Regions from separate parts of the Mus musculus genome. Here region 2 is linked to region 1. The links are chromatin contacts, called in public Hi-C maps. All regions are on one chromosome and are shown on one strand. The core of a region is the stretch at or near the end of the contact, and the rest is flanking DNA. Distances in the headings are between cores, read along the strand shown. Region 1 has its middle 74 kb from the start of Gm31096. Region 2 has its middle 22 kb from the start of Gatb.

Region 1 (6,799 bases), core at 2,760-5,259:
TGCTGAAGTAAGTACGTGAAAGGACGCATGTATTGGTTCACTTTACATTGTGTTGCTGAGGTCCTTTTGTTGTGACTACATAGAGAGAAACGCACCAAAAACAAACAAACAAACAAACAAACAAAAAACCAAAACCAAACAAACAAACAAAAACTTCTGGTGGTGCTGTGGTGACTTGTAGCTCCTTCTGAGAACTCAGGCAGATTCAGACTCACATTGAGTTTTGCTAAGACAGACTCACGTGGTAAGGCAAGACCCGTGAGTAGACACATGATGTTTGAAGGGAGTATAATGACCCAGTGAAGAGTAAGGGGGCTTGCATAGCCAGCTTTGCAATGCTTCTTGGTCTCATGTCTTTGTCTTTGCTGATCTTCATTTTGTTGATGGCAGAGAACTTCTCCTGGTGTCCTTGCTGGTCTTGGTCCCTCCTGCTGACTCATGATGATTCAGTGGAGGCCTGGCTGTCTCTGCTAGGTTGTGTCACACTGCTGATTTGTGTTTGCTAACCCAACACTACGGAACGCATTGTATTTTTGTGAAATGTTTGTGAGTGGATCAAGCTGCCGCTGTTGATTTTCTGTCAACTGAACTGCTGATTTCCTGACAACACAGACTAGATTTGCTCCAAGGAACAATTCTAAACAGGTTCACTTTCCCTGTATCCTAATAACCCTTCTTTTCCACTACCTCTGGTGGGTGGTGGGCTAGAAGAGAGGTTAAAACTTTTAAGAACCATTATTAAAAATAGGGTTTGAAAAAAAACTAAGCTACAGGCATTTTGTTTTTTTTTTCCTTTTAAAAAAGGTTATTTTCATTGTGTGTATATGAGTGTTTTGCTTGCATATATGTACCATGTACATACGTAGTGTGTGTGGAAGCCAGAAGAAGGCATTGGCTCCTGGAGGAGGCATGGAGGTCCCTGTACACTAGAGGAACCAGGAATGTTAAACACACAGGTTTGTTTCTGCAAAAGAAGGGATGCATAGCTTTTTATCTGCCCAGAAGACTAAGAGCCAGGATGGTTAATAGCATGGTGGCCTTTGCATTGTCCATGTGGCTCCCAGACCCTTAGGGTGAGCTTGTTTTTCTTCTCATCATCAGTCTAAAGACCCCGTCTTTATGGAAGGCATCACAGGTAGTTCACAAAGTTTCAATGTAGTCACAGCTGCTTTTTAGTTAGTTTACGTTGTGCTTTATTGTGAACACAAGATTGAGTTAATTATCACCAGGAAGTTTTCACCAAAATATACTATGCTTAAGTGTATCTAAAATAAACTACTCGGGGGTCAGATTTTCGAAGTTTGAGCCAACACTGGCCACTTAGTTGTGTTGAACAGAACTACCTTCTTGTCTCCTGTGGATCATTGCTCCGATGGCCATGGTGGTCACACAAACTTCTCCCCTCATTCCCTGCAAATGCTGTTGACCACTGAACCATCTCTCTCTAGCCCTATGAGGTATTTTCTTAATTGCTAATTGGCAAGCCACTGTGAGCCTTTTCACCACTGGCCAGGTGGTCCTGGGTTGTGTAAGACAGCAGGCTGGGTAAGCCTCAAGAACAAGCCAGTGAGCAGCTCCTCCATGGCTCCTGCTCCTGCTTCCCCTCCCGCTCCTGTCCTGTCCTGATTGCCCTCAGTGACTGCGACTGGGATGTGTAAGCCAACTAAACCTTTTCCTCTCCCCGAGTTGGTTTTGGTCACTGTCACAGCAATGAAAAACCAATGGGGACACTCCCCAACTCAAGTGCCAGTTAGGAAGATAAAGTGGGTGTAGAAAGTTCTTGGAAAACAGCCTTGCGCATTGTAATGGTCATATCAGGGTTCAAGGTCCCTTATAATCTTTGTTACTAGCTCAGACGGTAGTCTGGTGCTTTGCCAGGCCAGGGCTCTACCTGCGGCCTGAAAGGCTGGCCCCAGAGCTGAAGCTGGCAAAGCAACCACTGCATGGCGAGTGCTGCTTATGCTTAAGGAATTGATTTTCTTTTTTTTTTTTTTAAATAATGTAAGCTTCTCATATTACCTCTAACTCAGTGGTTCTCACCCTTCCTAATGCTGACACTCTTTAATGCAGTTCCTCATGATGTGGTGACCCTCAGCCACAAAATTACTTCCATTGCTACTTCCTAACTGTAAGTTTGCTACTGTTGTGAACCGTAATGTAAATATCTGATATACAGGATACCTGATACTCAACCCCTGAGAAAGAGGCATTCGACCTCCAAACGGGTTGTGACCCACAGGTTGAGAAGCATAGGGATAAAGGATTCAGAAGATACAAAAGAAATCGGAACAAAATCAAATCCCTGCTAGAAATGATCTGTTGATGTGAGGTTTCTCCTCCAACTCTGCCTGCCCAAGCCAAATCAAACAAACAAAAAACTTTGAACCTTGACCACCTCTGTTCAATTTTTAGAACATTCTGAATAAACCTTTATAACCATGCCCAAATATGTACTGCTTTTATCCTACATGAGTAGGTAGCGGGGTATCTCTAGGGGTACTGAAAAAACTGTGACTGAAAGACTATTTTGAGCCTGGTGTGGTGTCATACACCTTTGATGCCACACTTGGAAGACAGAAGCAGGTGGATTCCTCTGAGTTTGAGACTAGCCTGGTTCTCATAGCAAGTTCCAGGTTAGCCAAAGCTATACACTGAGACCCTGTATAAATACATACATACATAAATACATATACATATATAAATTAATAAACAGATGAATAATTATTAATAAGTCTGAATGTTAATTTTAATAAGTTAACTGCTGTTCGGTATTTGTAGCAGGTTTCTGATTCCAAGCACAGTGACATGATATTTGCTAATAGAGACCTAAGATCACTTAGTATATCCACCAACTAGCATAAAGTGATAGCCAAGGATATACTCCAGAGAGTTGTCAACACACTACTGGCTTGCTCAGACTGACCTATCGGCTGCACTGAGGCCCCTTCTCCCTTCTCCCCTCCCTGACCACCAGGCACAGCTGAGCACCAGGCCAAAGCCAGAGCTGAAAGAAGTGAAGCCTCTGAAAAGGCTGCCCCACAGAAGTTATATTAGGCACTGGGCAGGCTTAAGGAGCAGTCCCAGTAATGGGTGAGATGTAAATGATAATAGTTAAGGCTCAGCAAAAAATACTTATATTTCTTTCTATACTACAATATCCTATATACTATGATATATTATCATATATTCACTAAAAAAAATCTATGATCTATTATTTACAAAAAAACCAATTTCACTTTCAGTTTTGTTTAAATATATATATATATATATATATATATATATATATATATATATATTCCACTTTAAAGGTGATACATGGTTACTTCTAAGAATGTGCACAATAGACTAGAATCTAAGTAGAAGAAGATTGACAAGTTCTAGGCCAGCCTGGGCTACATAGCAAGATCACGTCTCAAAATAAACAAATACACAAAGTGTACAATATAGAGTTGTATAGAGACGAGAAAAATCACCTGTAACCTTGTAGCCCAGACACTGTGACAGATCCTCCCATGTTTCTTTCTAGTCTTTCCTCTCTCTGTGCACAAATGTTTTCTTTTTTCTAAATATATTTATTTGTATGCAGGCTGAGATTGTTCTAGCCTGATTCTGTCACTTCACCTTATATTGTAAACTTTTTTTTCCTGCATTGCATCATGTAGAGTCCTAGCAGAAACTACATTTTGTTTTCTGTTGGTCTCCTGAGGCACAGCTGAGGGACGGAGAACTGCCGAAAGGAACCCTGGGAAGCTTCCCGTGGCTAACCCCGAGGGTGGAGAAGGAGAGCAGTTCCTGGAGCCCTGTGGGGCTCAGGAGTGAGGAAAGGTTGTTAACAAAATCTCAACTGTTCAATTTACCAGATGCTGGTGTGAAAGCCTGCTAGCTCGGAGAGGCAGAGAAAGCACCCAGCTGACCTTCTTCCTCAGCCGACCTCCCAACGGCAGAGCAAGCTCTCCTTCTTCACATTGTCTCCAAAACCCTTCAAACTGAATGGCCCTCCCTTCTACTTCCTGTGTGCCTCTCTATCCGCCCTCCTGACTTCCTCTCACACTCTGTGGTTCTTTTCCTGTGTTTACTCCCTGTCAGCTGGTTGCTTGCTCTGACCTATGGCTGGTGTTATTTAATCATGTTTACAATAAACAAAAAGCTCTTGGATTAAAGGCATGTGACACAGCACAACTAAAAACAGGTTTTTCCAGTAAACAGCATACTCTCAGAGTTCCCAGTGTGATCAAATATTCTGCAACAGCGAGTCCTGGTAGAATCCACAGCCATGAGTGGAAAAGCAGCCGGGAATGAGGAGCCTAACTTTTTTGCCTCCTTGCTGGGCCCCTCATTGGAAAAACTAAAAATGGAGGTCAGAGGGTTGAGTTCTGGAGAGTGGGGAATGATCTAAAATGGCAAAAGAGAGATTTAGATTGCGTCCCAAGGACCTATGAGTTGAAAGTTTTGTCCCAACTTGGCACTATTGGGAGATGGTAGAAACCTTTAGAGGTGGGGCCCATCAGGATCTAGTCATTGACCTATGTGAGGCAGGGGAGAAAAGGGGATGATTATGGGAACATGTGAAAGGGAGGGAGCCCCTTACTCTGGGAATCTAATCAAAGACTCTCTGGGAGTCAAGCATTTCGGCACAACTAGCATCTGTTGTAAGCGTACTGGCATAGAGACCATATTCCTTTCGTAGAGAGATATTTTAAAGTAAGAATGTTAAAATAGCAATGAACTGTGCATAGGGCCTTAGTATATATGACCTTGAGTTTGCCCTGCATCCTTCCCATACATCTCCCGAGAATCTCACAAACTAGATTATTGACGTTTGATTATGAATGAAACGTCTTCACTTCCTGGAGCCGTCCTCGGGTGGCACCTTATCAGCTGTAACCCCAGTGCACTCAGGAGCCAGCCTAAGATCTCATTTAAATTCCATAGCAGACCATCTCTGTCACTGGTGGTCTGAGGTCAGGATGGGGTTGGGTGTTTCCAAGTTCTCAGCCTCTTTCCCAGAAAACTGAAAATAAGGGCTACACAGATTTACAAAAGGAGCAAGAGAACTTTATTTGAGGGACACACTGTCAAGATTGACAGCAGGCCACATGAATGAAGGTACCCAGAACCCCAGGCTTTTTATGGAATCTAAGGCAGGAGAAGCTGTGGTCAGAGAGTCCTCTATTTTGATTGATAGATTAATTTATATATTCATTTATCTGTGAATGTCCCTCCCCATAATGTATCTCATTTTAACCACATGTATGCCTAACTATACATGCATAGGCATAATGTGGTAAAAGTAGAGGTTCTGCCCTAGAAATTCACTTAAATAGGCTGGACATGCCCTTTAATTCTTTAACATTTAGGATACATTGTGGGTACTCTTGAATAGAAACCATCTAATTCGATCATTTTAGAGGAACTTAGGGGACTGTTCAGAGAGAGGTATATGTAGTCCAATGCATATAAGGGTTAAAGAGGTTCTGAGCTTGCTAGATGCCTTATTGGGAAGGGTGTATGGGTATAATATGTGCAGGGAAAGGAACTAGACTGTCGGGTGCTTTATTACAAGAAGGGGAGAGCGGTGTACACAGCTAAAACCAACAGAGTTCCACATCCCTAAACATCTCCTATACTTGCCTGCCTCACAATTTCAGAACCCCCAAACTTATATAAATGGCTATTTATATAAAGATAACTACCTAAGCACAGCCCTCTCGTGGGTGTGGCCTATCCTTTCCCTAAATACTTCCCTTCCCTCAAGCTCAGATATGCATTAAAATCTCTCTAATATCTGCTAATTTGCTTCATATCCATCCATCTTGAAATTCTTTTCTTCGGTGAAGCCATTAATTCAGTCCTTACCCGAGTGAAGGTAGCTTAGGTTTTCTGTTGCCATGATAAAACACCATGACCAAAAGCAACTCGGCGAGGAAAGAGGTTATTTCAGCTTTTTGTTGTACTCTACCACATAGGGAAACCAGGGCAGGAAGCTGGAGGCAGGAAGGGAAGCCGAAGCTATGGAAGAACACTGCTTAACAACTTGCTCTTCATGGCTTTCTCAGAATGTTTTCTTATACCACCCAGGGCAACCTGCCCAGGTTTGGTACCTTCCACAGTGAGCTGAGCCTTCCCACGTCAATCAATATTCAGGAAAATGCTCCAAAGGCTTGCTAAAGGCCAACCTTGTGAAGGCATTTTCTCAGTTGGGGGTCCCTCCTTTTAGATGACTATAGCTCGTGTCAAACTGACACAAGCCAAGCTAGCACAGGAGGTCTCTGAGAAGAACTCCTTATACTGTTGCTGTTGTAGATTTGGTCTAATGCTGCTTATATTATGTTAATTTTGGCCCCCGAATTGCACGAGAATCCCCCCTGTCCACACATCAGATTTTGAGGGACCCTTTCCCCAGTTGGTTTTGACTGGTAAATAAAGTTGCCGGTGGCCAATGACTGGAGAGGGAGCCAGAGGCAGGACTTTAGGATTCCTGGACAAGGGGCTGAGGAGGAACAGGAAGAGACAGTCATCATGCCAGGAAAGGAGAGGAGGCCACACCTGAGAGGTGCCAAACAGAGAACATAACTGTCATGTAGGTGCACTCGGTCCAAGAGGGCTGGGTCCAGCGCAGCCAAGATGAAATATAGGTTTTAGTGAGTAAGTAATAACTCAGAAATATTGGAGGGGAGAGTGTTAGCTACATGGAGTTTTGGAAGTGGCCCAACCACTGAGCTGTTTAAGGAATATGCGCACACTCGCGCACGCACACACACACACTTCATTTGAGAACCCAGAACGTTGGGGCAGGTAG
Region 2 (7,275 bases), core at 3,237-5,736, 360 kb before region 1:
AACACACACACACACTCCACAAGTCTAAAAATAAAAGATACTTACAGGGATAAAAATAAGTTTTGTCGCACAGTCAGCATTCAACAGATGGTAGTAATGATGAGTGGTTAGGGCTTGTGTCTCCAGAGCTGCCTGTCTAGGTTCTACCTCATGCTATCATTTATGAGCCATGTGATTCAAAAGCAAATCACTCAAACCCTCTGGGCTTGTCTCTTCTGTAAGATGCTATAGTAACAGTAGCCACCTTAGAGGACAGTTATGAATTCTAAATATGTCACCCAATAGAGAAATGTGTAGAATTGAGCCCTGGTGCATCAGCACTGCTCAATAAACATCAGTTTATTGTTATTAGCTATAAGACAACAAGGCAGCTATTCCAATCATGCATCAAGTTTTCATTTGGGGTACAAATAAAGCTGCAATCTAATCTTTGTCCTCTGTGTCTGTTTGGACGTCTATAACAAAGTATCTTAGACTAGGTAGTTTATAAACAAGATAACTATTATTCATAGCTCTAGAACCTTGGAAGTCCAGGACTATGGTACCAGTAGATCTAGTGACTGGAGAGGGGCAGTTTCTCACCAATGGTGCCTTCTATGACTTCTCAAAATATAGAAAGGCAGGTGAGTTCCCCAGGCCTCTTTAATACAGGGAATGACCACCTTTAAGTGATCAGAATTCTCATGACCTCTAGTAATCTCTCCTAACTGCTCATAATCTCTTAGCAGAGATTAGACTTCATTTTATTTAGGGTAAGGGAACACAGATAATGAAACCATAGCATGTATTCAATAGGTTTGTGCATAATAACAACACAGATTATCTTTCCTGATAACAGGTGGCTCATTAGCTAAAAGACCTCCAGTCCCAAGACCATAGGTGTTATGAAGGGGGAACCTTTGGTGGCCCATGCTGAGATGTGCCCCTGAGCAACAGACCTGGTGTAAAAGAGGTCTATAGGAGGAGGGGGAGGGGAGAGGACCTGGGGAAGGGATAGAGGCAGGCAAGTGAGAATATAGACAGGCAGATAGACGGGAACAGAGCCATGAGGACAGAGAAAGGGGACAGAGAGAGGGGCACACCCTAAGAACAAGAGAGGGAACACCAAGGACACACAGAGAGATAGAGTGGCAGCACACACCTGTCACACCTGGCAGTGGCCTCAGGTCATGGTGCTTAAGCTAGGTTCCTGAGGTCAGGCCAATGGAATCACCTATATGCTGCTAACAATAGATCTTTAAGCCAGGAGTAACGGGGCATTTGAAGACATTCTGTGCTTTGGTAGCTAGTTTTATGTCAACCTATCACAAGTAAAAGTCATCAGAGAGGGAGGAACCTAAGCTAAGAAAATGCATCTATAAGATTGGGCTGTAGGCAACCTTTAGAGCATTGTCTTAGTGATGGTGGAGTGCCCAGCCCAGCCCATTGTGAGTGGTGCCATCCCTCTGCTGGTGGTCCTGGGTACTAACTTCTGTCTTAATGTTCTATTTCTGTGAAGAGAAAGCATGAACGAGGCAACTCATAAAAGAATACACTTAATTGGGAACTTGCTTACAGGTTCAGAGAGGTAAACCCTCATCATCATGGTGAATGTGATGGCAGGCAGAGAGGCATGTGTTGGAGAAATAGCTGTGAGTGTACATCCTAACCTGGCAGTGGGGGTGGGAGGAGAGAAAAGCCTATGGGAGGGCATTCTCATTCAAACCACCACAGACTCAGAAACCATCACCTTACCACTAGCTGTAAAAATGAGTATGTACAACAGATATTGAACTTTGAAGTCACCCTGTCTTCAAACCAGGTACCTACTCCCACCCAATACCCAGAGTTATCTAGAGGCACCTGCTAAGCGTCTCAGCAGCCCGAACTCTACCCCATCTTAGGATCAGCACGCAGCTGCTGTACCTCAGGACTGGCAGCTTTAGATCCTAGCATGGTTCCCAGAGACTGAGAGGGCAGCAGTGCCCACACACTCTGTGACTAATTTTTGAAAGAATAACCTACTAATCAGCGTGGGAGGGAGCAGAACAGCGAATGTGCCTGTCTTCATATGGTATCACACATCATGTAATACAAATGTACTATCTAATTCAGCATGGTTTCTTCCCTCCCACACTCTCCCTGCGATGGCTTAGTGTTTATTTCTCTTCTGAGAACTTCTCAAAGGTGTGGACTAATTTTCACCACTGGCTATATGTGGATTGGATAGATGAACACACTCATCCATTCAACGCGTATTTGCTGAGTCATAAGCATCACTGTGGAGTTGTAGGAGAGCTTGAGACAGACGTGCCCTGTGATCCCACGGGGCTCCCTGTTTAGGAATGAGACAACAGACAGCTTCCAATAAGAAGCTGAATAAGGAGATCCCAGAGAGCAAGTGTGATAAACCCTCAGGAGCCTACTGAGGCAAATGTCTGTGGCACTTCCCTGTAAGGACAAAGCAGTGTGTCCTGTGTCCCCGAGTTTCATCTCTGTGCAGAAGGTCCCTACAGAGGAAAGGAGGGATCCAGACTGACCTGAAATGACCCAGTCCTCCCCCAACGCTCGAGCAGCAGCATGGCTTAACTGCATTAGTGTGTCCTGCCATTGTCTGGAGGTGACAAGACGTGGCCTCTCTAACCGATGGGTTTACAGGAGTATCCCAGCCAGTCTCTGCCCTGTGACTGTAAGTTTAAAGATACGAATCTCAGATTGTTTGAAGTTAAAAAAAAATCTCCATTCTTCTATTCCCTTTCTTTTCTTTCACTTTCTACACTAAGTAAGAAAGTGCCTCTTCCAGAAATGACCTGTATGAGCCCATCTTTCCCTGTAAGGAGAAAAATGAAAGCTGCCACTGCCTGAGTCCTGACAGTGGAAAGCCTGTTGTATTTGTAAAACATATGTATATGCAGGGAAATTATTTTTTTAAAAAGAATATATAATAAATGTATTTTGACTGCTTTATGTGCCTAAGTAATAAAAGAAAAACAAACTTAATTGATCTAAACCAAATGTGCCCCTTGATGCATGTAGAAACTCCCATGGAGATAATGGAAGGTTGTGTTTGGATTTCAGCATCATGTGTGTTATCCAAAGGCAGAGACTGGTATTTAGTACACGTGAATGTGTTCTGCATCCATATATTAGGTTTTTGTGTATGCCTGTGATTTCTGTATTTCTACTGATAGCCTGGGATGGAGAGGAGTGTTGAGAGCTGAGCTGACTGGCAGAAGCCATGTGAGTAGAGTAGAGGGCTAGGAGCATTTGTGCTCTCATTTCTCCTTGGTAAAAGGTCTCCGTGAGTATGCTTGGAAAAACATTTTAGGAATTTCCATGGTGGTGATAACTTCTAGTTCTCTGTGATTGTACCATGTGGGGCTGAAAAGGGGCAAATAGCAAATGCCCTTTGCTTCTCTGCTTAGCTTTGTTTATGAGCCTTGTTCTGTAGACATATGAGCTAAAGTAGGAGCAGAAATAATGAAGGTATGATAATAACTTTCTCACCAATATGATCAAATGCCTGGCTCAAAGGAGGAAGGCTTTACCTTGGTGTAAAGTGCCCCAGTCCTCTATGATGGGAAGGGCACAGCAAAGCAGAAATGCTTGGAGTGTAGAGTGTGGGGTGTTATATTTATATCATGAGAGATAAGAAGTAAGAGAGAGTGGATGGGATCAGGGACTTTCAAAGTAATGCCCCTGCCTAGTGACCTGCGTCTTCCAGGTAGGGCCTACCTCCTTAAGTTTACATCATCTCTCTAAAATAATGTCATCGGGTATAAGCCACGCATTCAGCACATGAGCCCGTGGGTAACACATTATATAACCATCTTCCTCATCTGTAAAACCAAGGTTCAGAATCCAAGAGAGGGAAGCACAGACACTGGGGACTGGGGGAGGGCGCCCCTTCAAACTTGTACTAAGTCTAATTTTGTCAAGTGAAATGATCAAAACAAATTACATATTTATTCTAGGCACCCATGGAAATGGTGAGGGCAAATTATTCCAACGCAATTACTCTTCAGAAAAGAGTTATTATTCAATTTCTACTCTTGCTCTTAATACTTCACTTATATTTATATCCCTAATGCTATCAGGACACATTAATCCAAGCAAGACACCAGCCAAGAATCTCAGCTATCATTTATATTTGGTATGCTTTTCTACATGCATTTACAACACCAATTAAAGCACATACATGCAGACAGACAGACAAACAGACCCACAATCACATGCTCCTCCCTCACCCACAGCAGAGCCATTTGTGACAGGCTAATTCCTAGTAGATTCTCAGTGGATTGGTTTCACAGCTTAGCTATTCATCGTCAGACAGGGAGTCTGTGTTCTCCCACCCCCGACCCCATGCACTTCCAGTTTGCAGAATGGTGCCAGACTGGCATCTTGTCTTGTGACTTGATAACAGATTCCATTAATAGTGCATCCAGTGGCCCTGACATCCAGTCCTGCTCAGCTGGGGGCATCTGGCAATTAGTGCCAGCCTGGAGAACTGCAAGGGCTGTGGAGCCAGTGCCAGGTCATACATAGAGGCTGACTGTGGTCCACAACCTCTGTATGCACAAGGAATTGCAAAAAGGGAGCTTTGAAATGAAATGAAAAAAAAAAGCTGAGGGAAGATATTGGGTCCAGACCTTCTTCATATTTGCCATCCCACTTTGTGAACTCTGCGGTGAAACAAAACTACCACTGTATCTCTAGGCTGGGCTGAAGCCTAGTTCAGTGGTCTATTTATTCCCCAGCACATGGCTGGGGCCCGGTGATTGTCATTATCATTATTAATGATGGTAATCATTGACAACATGGTAAACAACTTGAAAAGATCTAGCTTCCTGAAGGGGAAAAAAATGTAAGTCACTGTAAGAATGACTCTTTTACATGGGAATAAATAGCACATTTGTGTCTTGGTACTTTAAATTATGTCTTTGCTTGCCGAGGCTGGAGGGCATAGGGCTCAGTTTTAAACTCCAATAAATGAACAAATGGATTAGCGTTAGGCAAAGGGTGCATGTTGATCAAAACCAGCCATTTGGACTTTGGGTCCCTAATTACACATAGCCTTCCCACTTTCTGCCCCTGGTCATTCATTTCTGAATCTGCAGAGCTAGCCCTCCCCAGAAGAGGAGAGAATCACTTGCTAGTGCTGGGATTTTAGGTCATGGCAACTAAAATAGCTTTTTCTGCACAAAATCCCCCTCGCTAAAGCTGAAAATGTAAATATAAGGAAAGCAGGGGCAGAGAGGATCTGGAAACCCTTGACCCACCAGCCAGCTTTGCACACTCCAATAATATGAAAGCCAGAGCTAGATCACCACTCCCTGGAAACCCGAGTTAATTACTTTTTCCACAACACTTGCCAAAGATACCGCTCCGTGGTCTCATTGTGTCCCTTGGACCTGTATCAGGTAACATTTCTTCATGTAGCAAATGTGTTTACCTGGGTAAATAATTTCAATTAAACTGGGACTAAGGCTAAAAAAATATTGTTCAACAATGAAGAACAATTGCTCAATCCCTCCCCCCCCTTCTCTTTCTGTGGCTTACAGTGCTGTCTAAGACTGGAAGCAAAACTCAGACATGATCTATGGGGCTTGATGCATATTGCTTTTTGAAGTACTTTGACATGAATGTATTTGTGCAACCGAACTCATTTGTTTTAAGAGATGGCAGCCTTAGATTTTTACCTAGAAAAAATCCTTTAGAATTCTAAATATTCATCCGGGGTCTGCATTTGGTTTTGGAACTTAGTAGAAAAAGATATGAATCCATGTCAACTAAGAAAGCCCTTCTTGAAAAATCAGCTCAGTGGACAGTGTCATCGCGGTGAAAGCAATAATAATAAAGATGATACGGTCTCCTTAGAAAGCAGACCGAGAGTTTCCAGGCCCCTGTTTGTGCAGGACACCAGGAGCTGCACCACATCGCCACTCTGTGAATTCTCATTGCTCCCCCACAGCTCATTTCCCAAGCCTTCTTTTTTTAATGCCCTAAAAGCAACCTGCACACACTTAGAGAACACTGTACCCTGTTTTCAAGCCTTGACACTGATTCTTCATCTTAGACAGCTATGCAACTGGAAAACTTCCTCTCCTGCACTTTGAGATTGAGTTTCATCTTTGTCTACCACATGCCCATCTCCTTCTAGGGCCTTCTAAGCAAAGAGTTTGACTACAGTATGCATGGGATATTTTTTTTTTCTAGGGCTCAGCTTTGTTTTGGCAAAGCTTGCCACTTCTGAGCAGCTATTGCCTCCAACCACTTCTGAACCACTCCACAGAGAAAAGAGCATGCCACTGTCTAGGCAAGGAGCCTTCCCTGCGCTGTGTGAATGCCCTGTTGAGGCCCCTCTTACAGCGTATTTGTAGTTCCTGAAAGTTACCACTTTAAAAAAAATGTGACCATCTTAGTTACTTTTCTATTGCCATGATAAAACACCATGACCAAGGCCGCTTATAAACAAAGAGTTCACGGGGGCTTTCTTTCAGCTCTAGAGGGTTAGAGACAGTCCATCATGAGGAGCCCAGAAACAGACAGACAGGCCTGACATTGCAGCAGTAGCTGAGTCAAAGTCTACCCCCCAGTGACACACCCCTCCAACAAGGCCATGCCTCCAAATCCTTCCCAAACAGTTCCATGAACTGCAGATCAAGCATTACAATATGTGAACCTATGGGTGGGAGGCATTTTTATTCAAGCCATCTTGGTGACATAAAAGGGTAACCAAAAAATGACAGATTGGTTCCTATAAAGATTTTGAGGGGCACTCTGCTGCAGGTCTCTTTCCTAGCTTCTGGTGGTGGCCAAAAATCTTTGGTATCTATTTTCTTAAGGCAATATGGGTCAGTTAACTGTCCATTACTGTGACTAAACATCTGAGATAATCATGTACAGAGAGAAAGGTTTATACTGGCACATAGTGCTGGGGGTTCGGTTCATGGCCAGCAACCATGTGGAGGAAAAAGGGGGTGAAGTAAGGTTACATCGGCAGAGATGGAAAAGGAAAGGAAAGATGTGTGTGTGTGGTGATGTTTCTTTTGATAGCAAATCCCTAGTGAGCTAATTTGTTCTTCCTACCACTCAACAGAGCCATGTTCTGGGGAGCAAGCCTAAACACAAGCCTTCGGGGGACATTCAAGGGCTAAATATATCTTACAATATAACTCCAATCTATGTTCCTTCATTTACATAGGAAGTTCCCTGTGTCTTGTCTGTGTCTCATACCTCGTTATGTATCAGGACAGCAGTCACAGTGGGCTAGACTGCTCTATGACATCATTCAAC

Evidence for each region. Hi-C and Micro-C count contacts between places; a contact is called where the count stands out from the background.
Region 2: a Hi-C map of liver shows a contact between it and region 1, with 2.8 times the contacts expected there. The contact joins two enhancer-like sites. A contact is called at or near these places in 14 of 484 Hi-C or Micro-C datasets (the 63-12 cell line, the N1E-115 cell line, cerebellar granule neurons and 8 more), 4 of 115 datasets of contacts at active chromatin or transcription factors (SST interneurons, embryonic stem cells, heart atrium and 1 more) and 1 of 9 other capture datasets (embryonic stem cells).

Annotation. Positions count from the first base shown.
Region 1 is chr3:85,192,376-85,199,174 of GRCm38.p6, reverse strand. No RefSeq gene overlaps it. Among named protein-coding and RNA genes, the nearest start is that of Gm31096, 74 kb to the right of the region's middle. Within about 2 kb of position 4,009, at least 120 of the 459 cell types and tissues checked have an H3K27ac peak or open chromatin away from gene starts, as enhancers often do. A contact at or near this core is called in the N1E-115 cell line, heart atrium and liver, where this site is marked.
Region 2 is chr3:85,548,687-85,555,961 of GRCm38.p6, reverse strand. It overlaps Gm3740. Among named protein-coding and RNA genes, the nearest start is that of Gatb, 22 kb to the left of the region's middle. Within about 2 kb of position 4,486, at least 22 of the 459 cell types and tissues checked have an H3K27ac peak or open chromatin away from gene starts, as enhancers often do. A contact at or near this core is called in the N1E-115 cell line, heart atrium and liver, where this site is marked.